2 separate regions of the Rattus norvegicus genome follow, and region 1 is linked to region 2. The links are chromatin contacts, called in public Hi-C maps. All regions are on one chromosome and are shown on one strand. Each heading gives the region's core, a stretch centred on a gene start, on an enhancer-like site or on the middle of the called end of the contact. The rest is flanking DNA. Distances are from core to core; before and after follow the strand shown. Region 1 overlaps Ampd3 (adenosine monophosphate deaminase 3). Region 2 has its middle 67 kb from the start of Swap70.

Region 1 (2,848 bases), core at 9-2,508, 590 kb before region 2:
CCACCCCACTTCTTGGCATTCCAAGACTGGCTCCATGAGAAATCAGGTCCAACCACTTTGCTTTAGAAATGAGCAAAGGCCCAGGGCATGGCGTGTGTTGAAAGACGCTGAGCAGGTCATGACATAGCCAGAACCAGAGAGCCCATCTCCCAGAGCTCGACTCAGGACCACCTCCACCCTGGTTGTTACAGGCCCTTTTCTCAACCCCATTCTAAACTCACCCGGCACAACCTGGATTAGCTCGGTGCTAGCCCGTGAGAAGCTATGCTCCCAAAGGAAGGTGCATGCAACATTAGACTCACAGAGAAGGGAATGTAGCTGTGCCCTGTGCCTGTGTCCCGGGTTTCTGGCTCCTGTCAGTTTGCGCTTTGTCTGGTTTGTGGACCTTTCCACAGGACACCACCCTAAGATTTAGGCAAACTGAATCTGCTTCACTCGGTCTCTCCTGTGTCCAGACTGTGCCTATCGCATGGGAGTTGCACTTTTTCAAGGCACAAATGCATGTGTGCAGATGGCTGCACAGCAGTAGAGAAGCATGCATATGGTCAGTCAGTGTGTCCTAGGTCTCTCCACGTGGAGGTCGTGCTGGTAAATATGTGCAAATGAACATGTGTGTGCAAATGTACAGCATCCATCGTTGCACACAAGCCACGTATCTGTATCGGCACGAGTCTTCTCAAGCATGTGCCCGCATGTGCAAGCAGTCATGTGATAAACTTAAGAACCACATGGGTGTGCATGTTGGCAGGAGGACCACATGCATGTGAAGCCCACACGCATGCCGGGGCTGCACCCACCTGCGGAGGTTGTTCAGCACCATGATGTTGGCATACATGTAGTACAGGTAGTAACTGTAGGGTGGGTTCTGCTCGCTGGTCCAGAGGTCTGGGCTGGGGCTCTTGTCTGAGAACATGTGGTCACTGTGCTTGGACTCATCATCCACGCTGTCAAACCCTGTCACCTGTGTGGGAAGTATCGACGCTGACATTGACAATGAGGAAACCGAGGCTGGGCCAGATGAGGGTAGGCCTGAGCTGCCAGCTTTCTCCACTGCTGTTGCCAAGGAGGCCAGTGCTGCAGGGAGTGGCAGTCACTGCCAACAGCAGTAGCGAGGGCTGGAGTGGGGGTGGGGCTGCTTGACATGCCAAGCATCTACAACCATCCATCAAGTCCCCTGCCCCCCACCTTACAACTCGCCAGCTAGTTAGCACTCAAATGACACTGCGTGGGGAGGTGGCTGTGGCCTCGTCTTAATGTTGAGCAAACCAGGACCAAAGTGGTTTAGGAAGCTGTCCAAGCGCGATGACTACACTCTGGGCCCAGATAGGTCCAAAGCTGGATTCAGAATTATAGGCAGAGGATTCCTTCGGTGTGTCAAGTTTGGCTGTGAGATACCAGCCGCATGCCTCACAACAGATCGGGGGCCCTGGCCAGGAGCACGGTGGCCCCAGAGGCTCCTCTGCTTCACTGAGAAGAAACCTAGCAAACCGTTTAAATCAGGTATCTCTGACCTCTGGACTAACGGCTGCTGACCCTTGCCTGCAGCTGCCCTTTTAGGGACAGACACAGCCTTCCCCAGTGCTCCCAGCAACCACTACCCTGAGAAGCAGCCTCCCTCCATTCCTTTCATTATACAGCTGCTTGGAGCTGGCAGTCCGTGCCTGGGTCCAGGAGCTGGGGAGGGAAGCAGAGTGGAAGGCCGGAGAAGGTGATTGGGCCCATGTGGGGCAGGAGTGCCCTCCTCTGCCAAAATGGGCTCACTAGAGGCCCCCAGACTTACGTATTTAAGGAAGAGGTGAAGCTCCCGATGGTCTTGAGGGTTGATAGTAGCCTGGAAAAGGGGCAGGAAGATGTTCTCCAGCATCTTCCCAAAGCTTGGCAGTAGTTTCTTTGACCTAAATATATCACTGGGGAAACCAAAGGCTGGCTTGTTAGGGACTTGGTCTGCCAAGTGGGCCCCTGTCACTTTCTCAGCAGAGAAAACAGCCAGTGTGGTCAGTGTTTGCAAACTGATGGGCATCTTTCTGTACCTGTGGCCATTGCCTCAAGCCAGAGGCCACTGAGAGTGAGGAGGTGGGATTCAGGCTGGGTGAGAAGTGACAAAAGAGTCCTCAAATCTCCAGGGACATGGACTCTGCCACTCAAGCCCAGCCCAGCTGGAGATGAGAGTGTCGCTTTGCATGGCAGCCACAGAGGCCAGTAATGTAGGACACCATGGGTCATCTCATCCCCCAGGCTCACCCAAATCTTCAATGAGAAGAAAGGGTGTTCCCCCAGCAAGGCCTTCTCATGTATGTATTCCTCAACAGCAAGAGTGATGTGTGCTGAAAGCCAAGCCCACAGTCCCTGTCCCCAGGCTCAGGAGCATACACACGGACAGGAGCCATGCAGGACAGGCTGTGGTCCCCGGAGAAGCCCGGGGCAGACAAGAACACAGTACTCACTAGATCCGCGGCACCTGGATGATCCAACGCATGTTGGGCGAGTAGACCTTGTGCTGAATGAACCAGCGGGCCAGGCTAGACCATTCCTTAGGACTGCGACCATAGATGGACAGCCGGGGTTCTGAGTACTGGTACTTGCTGTCCTCCAATTCCCGGGCCACTTCCTAATACCAAGAACTGAGTTGGCACAAAAGCCTCCCAGCTACACGAGAGCCCCCGATCCCTGGGTTGGCCCTGGGATCCTCAGCTACCTGCTCATAGGTGGGAAGGCTGATCTAAATCCCTGGGGTTGCCGTGTAAGCACCCACTCCCCCGCCAAGGCTTCTCCTGGGAGGGAGGCCAGGGTCTGACACCAGCACGCTGTAGAATCAGGCCTGGCTGTAGAGCCAGAACAGGCAACAGCA
Region 2 (2,700 bases), core at 105-2,604:
CACAGCCTTTCGAAACACCCAGGTAGGGTGGACCCAGGAAAGATGGTTTGAGCACCAGGGGAGGCGTCTAACCTGCTGCTCACCACTGGGAGCCACAGGGACCCTTTCCAACAGAAAAGGCTGAGTCAGATCTTTATTTTAGAAAAGTGCCCGACAGCTGTGGGCAGGGCAGAGCAGAGGGACAAGGTCTAAAGGCAGGAAGGCCAACTCGGGTAAACTGCAACTGCCCAGTTGAATCAAGGCATTGGAGTGGGTGGGGGGCGTCAAGAAAAGAGGATCCTACCCAGTCCCAGTGGGTGCATCTTCCAAACGTGCCACACCCAAGACTCAGGGAACAAAGATTGCAGGAGCTAGAGGATCAGTTTGCTGTGAGTCCTGTCTCCTAGTCATGTCAGATGCTACACCCATGAAGTCTCACAAACATGGCTACCTAAATGTAAGCTAGTGAGAACACCAACCATAGACATGTCAAAGTGGACAGGGGGGCCCACAAGGCCCCAACCCTCCATAAAGAACTACAGGCAACTAAGGAACGCTAAAAGTCTTTCTCAAGGAAAAGCACACCAAATGATTTTCTAATGCCAAATGGTCAGGCCTGAAAACAAACATACAAGTAACATACAGACTGAGCAGGGTATATCCAGGAAAATAAGCACACACACACACACACACTCATACACACACACACTCACACACAAATATATACACACACTCTCACACACACACTCACACACACCCATACACACACATGCACCCACACACTCACATACACATACACACACACTCACACACACCCATACACACAAATGCACCCACACACTCACATACACATACACACACACTCACACACACACACACACACATGTAACCACAATTAATGGGGAAAAAAGGAAGCCAGGAATTGAAAGAGAGCATGGGGTTTATTTGGGAGTGTTTGCAGGGAGGAAAGAGAAGGGGGGAAATGATGTAATTACATTATAATCTCAAAAATAAAAGAAATAATAAAAAAAGAAAGATTCCAGAAACAAAGGCGTGTCCCTGGGAGCAAGCCCAGGCCAGAGGGTTGTCCCTGCCAGATGATGGGCAGCCCAGCAGGGGGTCTGGGTTATGCAATCAGCAGGCAGCTCCCCCACCCCCCCTTCCCCAAGGAGCGCCAGCCCAGAAGCTCTCTGTACCCATCTGCATCAGCCCTGTCCCACAGTCCCAGGTGCCAAGCGGTGGCACGGACAGCTCCAGCCCCGCAGGTCAAGCCTGGCTGTGGGAAGCTGGGCCTCTGTTCATTTTCTCCAAGTCCACAGAGGCTGGGCCTTGGGCCCAGTGAAGTCACTGCCTGGGAAGCATCCCTGGCTCCCTGCCCACCCATGAAGGCTATATTTGGAGCAAGACGACTCCGTGCAGACACAGAGCTCTGGACCCACCCTGAGGAGCTGCCCTGACCAATTTTACCAAGCAGGGGGTGGTCACCCGTCTCTTCATTTGTCTGCCCATTCATTCTGCTCACCTGTTCATCCAAGTGTCTTTGGCACCCCCCCACCCCAGTACAAAGAAGCGGGTAGGTTGAGCTGTACTTTAAGCCTACATCTATGTGTAGGCTTGTGGGCGTTTGCTTTTAAACAGGGATGGCAGAACAGACTCCAGAGCTGGCTGGCACCAGTGACTCACAGTCAGGTGCACCCTGTCTCTGTGTACCTGTGTACACATGCGAGCCAGCACGTGCTCCCCGAGGAGTGACAGTGACTCAGCTGCACAAGGCATCTGGATACCTGTGTGGCTGTGTCTGTGGGCACAGCCCTGAGCACAGGCTCCTGTTCCCCAGGGGCTGTGACTCAACTGCACATGGTGACCCAGGAGCGCACAGGCCAGCTGTGTCTTCTCAGCTTCCACCAACTTGCCAAGCCAAATAGACAGTGTTGGGTGCAAACATTCTCTCCCAGAGTGTGCCTGGAGTACTGTGAGGCCAGGTGACCTTGGAAGACCAGAAAGCAGTAGCAGTTCTTATCCAACAGCGGTGGCCATGGATCCCTACCTCGGCCCAGCTCTTAATGCCCTCAACCTCTTTCTTTGCTGATGCTTCCTGGAACCTCAGAGGTAACGCTCGCTCCACTGGCCCCATCGTCACACCAGAGCACCAGCCTCAAGAGTCACACACAGAGACCCAGGCCCAGGCATCAGAGCTGTGTCCTTCAAGCTGGCGGCACAATCAATGTTCCTGCTGTACCCACCAAGTCTCTCTGTTGCAGGCCCCGACAATCAACCAGCTTTGAGCAAGCGGAGACAGGGGGTCTGGTGCTGACCTCTGGGCTTCCCCACAGACTGCTGCCCCATCTTCACCTCTAGGCTCCATCTGTCCCTGGCTGTCTCTGTCCTTATCTGTCCCCAGTCTATCTTTGTCTCTTCTCCCCGGCAGGCTGTCTACCACAGAGGCCTCACTGGAGCGGAGGTGCTGACAGAGAGGGGGTGTGGGGTGGACACTCAGTGTCCCTTTTTCAGCCTTATCAAGAAAACTGAAGTCATTGCTCAGGGGGCTCAAGCTGGAATTTCGCCCTAGATGACCTCCCTGGGTTTGGGGCCTCCACAGAGACAGCCCGGGTCAGGGAGTCAGGAAACAGGCCCCTTCTCACCGGCTGCTGACTCTCCACCCTCCACCCTCCCCCATCTCCAAGGCGCCTCCAGCCAAAACTCCAAGCTTGCTGGCTTGCT

The links. Hi-C and Micro-C count contacts between places; a contact is called where the count stands out from the background.
Region 1: a contact with region 2 is called in a Hi-C map of the A7r5 cell line, with 15 times the contacts expected there. The contact joins two enhancer-like sites. A contact is called at or near these places in 4 of 12 Hi-C or Micro-C datasets (the A7r5 cell line, Schwann cells, kidney and 1 more).

Annotation. Positions count from the first base shown.
Region 1 is chr1:174,355,096-174,357,943 of GRCr8, reverse strand. Ampd3 (adenosine monophosphate deaminase 3) reads right to left here. Exons shown (of 15, transcript NM_031544.2): 9 at 2,445-2,608; 10 at 1,781-1,907; 11 at 798-961. Among named protein-coding and RNA genes, the nearest start is that of rnf141, 35 kb to the left of the region's middle. Within about 2 kb of position 1,258, at least 42 of the 93 cell types and tissues checked have an H3K27ac peak or open chromatin away from gene starts, as enhancers often do. A contact at or near this core is called in the A7r5 cell line, where this site is marked.
Region 2 is chr1:173,767,870-173,770,569 of GRCr8, reverse strand. No RefSeq gene overlaps it. Among named protein-coding and RNA genes, the nearest start is that of Swap70, 67 kb to the right of the region's middle. Within about 2 kb of position 1,354, at least 30 of the 93 cell types and tissues checked have an H3K27ac peak or open chromatin away from gene starts, as enhancers often do. A contact at or near this core is called in the A7r5 cell line, where this site is marked.